Linked DNA regions of Sus scrofa: region 2 is linked to region 1. The links are chromatin contacts, called in public targeted proximity ligation maps. All regions are on one chromosome and are shown on one strand. The core of a region is the stretch at or near the end of the contact, and the rest is flanking DNA. Distances in the headings are between cores, read along the strand shown. Region 1 overlaps CNOT2 (CCR4-NOT transcription complex subunit 2). Region 2 overlaps PTPRB (receptor-type tyrosine-protein phosphatase beta).

What was found.
Region 2: a targeted proximity ligation map of alveolar macrophages shows a contact between it and region 1. A contact is called at or near these places in 1 of 47 Hi-C or Micro-C datasets (epiblast stem cells) and 1 of 2 datasets of targeted methods (alveolar macrophages).

Annotation. Positions count from the first base shown.
Region 1 is chr5:34,546,156-34,550,527 of Sscrofa11.1, reverse strand. CNOT2 (CCR4-NOT transcription complex subunit 2) reads right to left here. Exons shown (of 15, transcript NM_001243417.1): 15 at 1,560-2,361. The coding sequence ends at 2,275. Among named protein-coding and RNA genes, the nearest start is that of KCNMB4, 14 kb to the left of the region's middle.
Region 2 is chr5:34,685,025-34,688,912 of Sscrofa11.1, reverse strand. PTPRB (receptor-type tyrosine-protein phosphatase beta) reads left to right here. Exons shown (of 33, transcript XM_021091989.1): 21 at 2,795-2,901. Among named protein-coding and RNA genes, the nearest start is that of PTPRB, 110 kb to the left of the region's middle.

The DNA.
Region 1 (4,372 bases), core at 993-3,492:
GAATAAAGATCTCTTTCCATTTTCTTTTATTCTTTCCACCTGTTTCTTATGATTATGTAGGAAAAGGTACATTTTACCAAGTAAATTATTATGAAAAAAGGTAATGTTTGTTTCTAGGATTTGACTCTAGTTTACCTCAAATGTGGTGTGTTGTGAAGGTTTTTGGCACAAAAGTCAAACTATAATTACGTAAGTGCTCTTTTTTTCCTACAGAAGAGATGCTTTGGTTTAAGTTTGAAAGATTAAAAATCCTCAGAACATAAAAAAACATAAATTTCTTAAGTCACTTTATATTACTGATGTACAAACAAAGCAAGGTCATAAGTGTTTCATTTTCAAACATGATTTGGTAAATGTCAACAACTTTCACTCTTCATAGAAAAATAGGTTAAAAATAAAAATTTAAAGAATCAGAACTCATTATTTTTTTAAAAAAACTTCTATCTCTAGTTCTGCTTTCACAGCTTCAGTCTTCAAACTTTTTAAAATACAGTATTTGTCTCTTTTTTTTTGTCTTTTCTAGGGCTGCTCCCGCGGCATATGGAGCTTCCCAGGCTAGGAGTCTAATCAGAGCTGTAGCCACCAGGCTACACCACAGCCACAGCAACGCGGGATCTGAGCCGTGTCTGCAACCTACACAACAGCTCACAGCAACGCCGGATCCTTAACTCACTGAGCAAGGCCAGGGATTGAACCCGCAACCTCATGGTTTCTAGTCAGATTCTTTAACCACTGCGCCACGATGGGAACTCCCAGTATTTGTCTTTAGATGTAAAAGAAGCCATCAACTTTGTATGAAATACCCAGGCCAGCCAAAAAACTGAAGGGAAAGTCTATCCTACTCCTCTTTGGCTTACTTTAACTTATACATCACTTAAGATATACCTCAAAGGTTTATCAAGAAACTTCTCATATACTTCTCACAAAAGTAATCTGATTGGGTGTCAAGAGTGTTCAAGAAGTTTTATTTCTAACGTTGCCATAATTTAGAAAATAGTTTTCCCTGTTTTGAACTTGGTTAATATTAAGAATGTCTACATTTTAACCTAAATGGTATATGGTTCCATTAAATGACCCATCAAAAGCTGAAAAGAAGACTACTACGTTTTAAATTGTTCAGTCACACCATTCAGTTGTAAAACTTTAAGCTTTTTCCTCTATTTTTCATGTTGAAGAAGTAATTCCACAATTTCAAATCAAAGTCAACACTGCAGTGAGGAGAGCTTTTCTACTTTATTACAAAGAGAAGAAGCCTTTATGTGGTCAGAAAATACAAGATTGATCTTTTTTTCTCTTCCTATGAAACGCTGCTGTTCAAACAGCCAGAGTGAATTGTCTCAGTTCACTTCTTTAAGTCCCATCACATTCACTTGGGTATGGATGTCCTTGGCTGCTGAAAATCTGGCCCTTTAGTGCACAGGGCGACAAAGTCCCCTGACCAGCAGTTCCAGAATGTCCCATTTTCATATATTGCATCCATGCACACCTCCTAAAAATGAGGTACAGCAGGGCAAACATTTTCCAAAATAGATGTCATATATATAATATATACACATTCGTACATACATACCTTTATTCATGTGATGTCCAAAAATTTAAAAAAAATGTACACATTTATTACAAAATCGTAACAAAGACTGGACAGTGTTTTGCTCATTCTGGAAAGATGAAGCTCAGTAATAACACAACCCTGGAAACCAACCAGAGGTTGTGGCAATATCTTTCTTCTAAACAGTCAGATACTCTTGCGTTAAGCTTGGCGAAACTGCCTTTCAAAAACAGAAGGGGAAGTAAAATGAAGGAAGCAGACCTTGCTCATCTTTCCAAATGAAATACGAGAAGGATCTTCACATAAAAATGCACAAACATTTGTTATTTTATTACCAATAGTGCTACAATGAACAATGCAAATTTTGTGGTCTAATTTTGTTGAGTCTCTTGTGGGTTTTCTTTTTTACATTTTCAAAACTAAATGGTAAACTTCTGTCAGTGTACTTGCTTGTTTTTACAGACCCAAGTCTGTTTGCTGGCAAAAAAAGAAAATAAATGAAAAAATTCAGACCCTGCTCGAACTAGAGAAAAACAAATGACAAATTTAGTTGTTGGGCAGCACATAATTAGTAAGGCAGGACCTCAAATGGTGACCCTTTGCGTAAGCCAATTGCCAGATCCTCAAGGAATTAAAACCAGGGTGCCTGAGCCACATCAGTTCTGCAGTTATGTTGAGTATTGTGCTGAGACAGCCATACCCCAAGAAAAGGGAAGTCTTTTTTTTTAGAAGGCTTGCTGAGCAGGGTTGTAGTTGAAGGTGGATGGCAGGTGAGGCCGTTCTTCTAATTTGTCATATTCCAGATGGAACTCCTATAAAACCAAATTTAAAAATTTAGATGATTTCCTCTCCCTCTGATCTCAGATTTTTGTCAAAATATATTTTATTATTTATGAACAAATAAAATATCTACATGTCTGAGAATGAACAGAGATATACCAACTCTTTTTCTAAGTAAAATACAGCTTGGAAAAGAAAAATAATGTGCTGTATAGTTTCTATCTGGCAAGTACAAAAATGTAGACTTTGTGTATAAACATCATAGACTAGTCATGAACATCTATGACACTGAAACTCTGCATTTTTTTGGCTCAAAAATAAAATCTGAAGGGACCACTGCTGTATCACTAATAAAAAGCATTGGAAGTTATCTTAAAACTACCTTCAATGAAATATAAACTTAAAAATTTACTTTTTTCCATGAAAAAAATTTAGGAATAAAGGATTTTCCAATTTATCTTATTGCATGTCCTAAAAAATAAATAAATAAATAAAAATTAAAAAAAATAAATAAAAAAAAGAAAAAGCAAACATTAATGTTGTCCTAAACTCATTGTCTGGGGAAAACAATGAACTGAAAACTCACATGTCTCTCGACTTCCGATTTCACAAACCTAAAACCTTGAAAAGCTTTAACAGTCACCCCAAACTAGACAGTGGTTTTGTAGATTTGAAGATGAACTACACAGCTTTTTTAAATTAAATTTTCAAAACACTACATAAGTTTTAAAATTTAAGAATGGTGAAGTAATTTTTTCTTGATACTTTCCCAAGATCAAGAGATGCAGAATATGACTTTTTTGTATATTAAAAAAACCAAAAAACATACCTTTGTAAATCCCAAAAGCTAGAGGTTCTAAAATTATTGATTCTACAAACTGAATTCAAGTAGCACAAACTATCTTAGTTAATCTCATTTAAAACATGAACCTTAGCATGTGCTATGTATTAAAGCCAACAAGTAAGGTTAGCATCACAACTTAGCATATTTTATCTGTCTTACTTAAAATCCCATAATAGACTTTCCATTATTAAGTTCAGTGGCAATTTTATTATTAAATTAAAATGAAAACATAGGTCATCGTGATTAAATTTTGAGATATAAAACCAAGTATTTAAAATTTAAGGATATTAACAATTAAAGAAATAGCAGGTATAATTTATCAAAGCCTAATATGTGTCAAAACTAGAGACACAGCTAATTTTAGTCTCATCTTTGTAACTCTGTAAAGTCGATGTCATTATCTTCATTTTGCATCAGAGGAAAATTAGTAACTTGCCCAAGTCATACAATAAGTGGCAGGTCTATGATTAGGATCAGACCTCTGTGATAGCCATTTTTTCTACTATAACATACTCTTTTTTAAAGAATACTTTTAAAATTACACCCCTATCCAGAAATGTTAAAAAAATTTAGTCCAAATGTTTATAAAGACACGCTGTGATGACTTTCAAAAGGTTCACTTTTTTAGTGTTAACTAAAGAAGTTATCTGCTTGTCAGTAAAACTAGCAAACACTAGAATCACCATCATAATCGTTAGCTTCCCTAATTAGCCTAAATTAGCCTCCCTAATGCAATGTATAGGCAACACTTTCTTCCTACCCCTGCTAGGATTTAAAAGAATTTTACTGCCTGGCTGAATGAAACTGAATACCCAAATTAGTAGACAAAATATCTTCTTTTTGTATCATTCTTTTGGAAATAAAAAACTGGCATTTCAGGTCCAAAATATGTGTAATTACTTATAAGTAATATGATAAATATGTGTAATAAGATAAACTGGACATGCAATAAGATAAATATGTGTAATTACTTATAACTAATAAGTCTACTTATAACTGACAAATCAAACATCCCACTAAGTTATATAAATTAAAATTCTGTTCAATTGTCCTGTCCTCATTGTTGTGCACTGGTGAACTACACTGTATCATTAGAATTTAAACTAGAGTAACTTCATCAGTGTACACATTTCCCCCACTACATATTAAAAAAAATTAGTTTAAACTGAAAGAACATAAATATTTTAACATAATTCAGA
Region 2 (3,888 bases), core at 628-3,127, 140 kb before region 1:
TGCCAAGGCAGAACTTGGCAAGGTTGTTTTACCCAATGCTTTTATTTTTACTGATGAGAAAACGAAGGCATCAAGATTGTTTTACCCAATGCTTTTATTTTTACTGATGAGAAAACGAAGGCATCAAGAACTAATCAGTGGCAGTGAGAGCTAGACCTCAGCCCCACTGCTTCCTAGCTCAGGCTCTTTTCTCTGTCTTTCCAATATGAGTCACTGTTGTTAAACCAAAGTGGTTTAATTCAGCCAAGAGGAAATAAGAGAAAGAGATCTGGACTAAGAATTAGAAAATACTGAGTCTGACTTTCTTTCGTCAGTTTTCTCTAAGGTCTTCAGTGAGACACAGAATCTCCCCAAGCTTCAGCTTCCAAATCTCTGAAGCTAATACACTTCTTAGATTAGAGAGGTCGGAGATGGTCAGAGAGAATCATGTTTGTGAAAGATCTTCACACTTACAGAGCACTCTACAAGTGAAAGAAACTCTTTTCGTTGGAAGACTCTTTCTTTGTCCAAAGATACAATACATCAGCAACACACACCAACTCCTCCCTCCCACTTAACATGTGTTGACTGCTTGTTTCCCTTTGGGAACATCTCACAAGCTTTCCATCCACAGTCTGCGTTTCCTGGAAGTACAGCTTTTGACTTGGGAGGTTCCTTTAGAGATGGAAATTATAGGTATGGTGGATCAGTATCATGTTAATGATATTGAGGAATTATACTTGGGCCCAAGCATGAGTTAGAAGGTGAGGGCAAAAGTCAGAACAATTTGTCCTGGCCTGGTAATACATCAGCACATGCCCAAATAGTTTTGGGTTAAGCAAATATAGATTTTTTTTAACGAAAAAAAGTCTTCCATTTCACTTTCATATGAGATATATATATATAGATGTAGAGATATAGTTTTTTGTTTTTGTTTTTTGTTTTGTTTTGTTTTGTTTCTTTTTTTTTGCTTTTTAGGGCTACACCTGCCACATATGGAAGTTGCTAGGCTAGGGGTTGAATCACAGCTGCAGCTGCTGGCCACAGCCACAGCCACGAAAGATCTGAGCCACATGTGACACCTACCCCACAGCTCACAGCAACACCATATCCTCTAACCCACTGAGCAGGGCCAGGAATCGAACCCATGTCCTCATGGATCCTAGTCGGTTTCATTACCACTGAGCCACAATGGGAACTCCCACTTTCGTATGATTTAAATTAATACTAAAGGAGTTTCTGTTGTGGCACAGGGGATTAAGAATCCGACTGCAGTGGCTGGGGTTGCTGCAGAGGTGTGGGTTTGATCCTGGCCTGATACAATGGGTTAAAAGATCTGGTGTTGCCACAGCTGTGGCATAGGTTGCAGTTGTGGCTTGGATTCAGTCCCTGCCCCAGGAACTTCCATGTGCCATAGGTGCAGCCATAAAAAAATACTAATTAATTAATTAAACTAGAAAAAGTTTTCCCAAGTAAACCAAGCCTGATACTCTATCAGTAAACCTACAGTCTTAAAGTCTTCAGCATAGAATGACCTCAAGAGGTCACCCAAGCCAGTCTTTAAGTTAAGCTGCTCTCCTCCAGCTTTCCTGAGAGCTTGTTCCCCTCCAGTCTCTGCTTAAACCCCATCCATGACTAGGAGATCACTACCTAAGAGGCAGCTCAGACTCTAGATGTTAGGAAGTGATTTTATGTTCCTAAACCACACTGCCCCATGACTTCAGCCTCGTGAGCTTAGTTCTGCATTCAAAAAGAAAAGTCATCATGTCTATTTCCTCTTCTAGAAGGCAGCTTCTTTAAATCTGAAGGCAATGATCTCGTTCTTCTAAGACTTCTCTGTCGTCATCCTGGTCCATCATCTCAAATGATCTCTAATGCTTCCTAAGATAGAGCCCCAAGACACTAGTGCAGCTCTCTAGCCTGGGCCTGACTCACCCAGAGAACATGAGACCTAGGTCCTAGGCTGGGGACAGTAGGCTTTTTATCCAGGCTGAGGTTACAGCTCAGTCTTTTAAATAGCTGCATTTCCCTGTTTATCAAATTGAGAGCCAGCTGATCTCCAGGCACCATCCCACGTGGACAACCGCCTCAGCAGCTCTCTTGACCATTTGGAATTAATTCCAAATGTCAGCTGAAGAGTTCTAAATCCATGTCTCAGTGTCACTGTAAATCCCACACAGCCCAGGCAGGGCTGCTCCCCTTTCCCCAGTCTGGCTCCCCATTTCTCTCGGTGATGCCAGAGTTCTTTCAGATGACCTGAGCTCACATCTGAGGACCACCCTTCTCCTCCTCAGGCTGGGCCTATCTGGTCCCTCCTCTCAATGCCTTTCCCACTGCTGTTCCCTCTGCCTAGACGGCAGGCCTGGCTCCTCCCTGTCTGCAGATTTCTGTGCAAATGTCTTGTCAAGAGACCTTCACTGGCCACACTGAATAAGGCAGTCCCACTTACCCTGTCCCCACTGCTTTCCATCTCCCTTACTCTGGTCTAATCTTTTTCATGTACATATCACCACCTGGCACATCATATTTGTGTGTTTATTGTCTGACTTTCAACACTAGAGAACGCAACCTCGAGATGATAGAGACTTATTCTTTGCAGTTTATCCAGTTCCTGGACAGGGACGGGCACACAGGAAGGGCTGAAGAATGCATGAATGAATGCATGAACCCAGGTCTATCTGATTTCATAACTCACATTGTACCTGACAAACATATGACCAGGTGATCAGCCTGTTCCTCCTTGAAAACATTCTCCAGGCAGCGCTACTGTGGTCAGCCACGACAATGCCGTTAAAGAAATTGCTTTCCTTTTCAGAATCAGCATCCGGGCTTTTACCCAGCTGTTTGATGAGAACCTGAAGGAATTCACAAAGCCACTCTATTCAGACACATTTTTCTCTTTGCCCATCACCACTGAGTCAGGTAAGGCTAACCTTTCCATCCACCCACATGGTCCACCAACCACCCTGTCACCTACAAGAGCCTTTAGTGGGGAGATCTGGGGACTTGGCTGATGATGGGGGGAGCAGTTATTTTCACTTGGAATGTAATCTTTATATGATTATGGATTAATGTGGATTAGAGAAATTGCAGAACTTTTGAAGGAGAATGGACTGAAAAGGACTTAATCTTGAAAAGAATGTAGAAGTACCAGATTTTTAAAAATGATTTATTAAATTATTTATTAAAATAGTGGGTAAGGGAGTTCCCATTGTGGCTCTGTGGTAACGAACCTGACTGGGATCTCTGAGGACATGGGTTCAATCCCTGGGCTCACTCAGTGGGTTAAGAATCCGGCATTGCCATGAGCTGTGGTATAGGTCACAGACAGGGCTTGGATCTGGCATTGCTGTGCCTGTGGTGTAGGCTGGCAGATCCAGCTCCAGTTCGACCCCTAGCCTGGGAACCTCCATATGCCATGGGTGCAGCCCTAAAAAAAAAAATATATATATATATATATATAAATAGTAAAAATAAAAATAGTGGGTGAAAGGAGTTATGGCCTAGTGGTTAAGACTTGGCATTGTCACCACCATGGCTCAGGCTCAATCTCTGGCCTGGGAACTTCCACATGCTACAAGTGCAACCAAAATAAAAAAGTGAGTAAAAAACATTCCAGTCAAGAATTTGCACAAGCCAAAATAGAAGCAGGTACAAAAGGCTTTCAGTCATAAGTGGGAATGTATACATGAAATTTATACATAGAATGCAGAGGGAAAAAAAGACTAGAAGAAAAAATATTGAAGTATTAACAATGACTAGTAGTGGGATCAAAGTAGTGAGATTGTAGGTGCTTTCCCCCCTTTTGTTGTTATATGTTGCTTTTACATGATAAAAAATGTTGATTTAGGAGTTCCCGTCGTGGTGCAGTGGTTAACAAATCCAACTAGGAACCATGAGGTTGTGGGT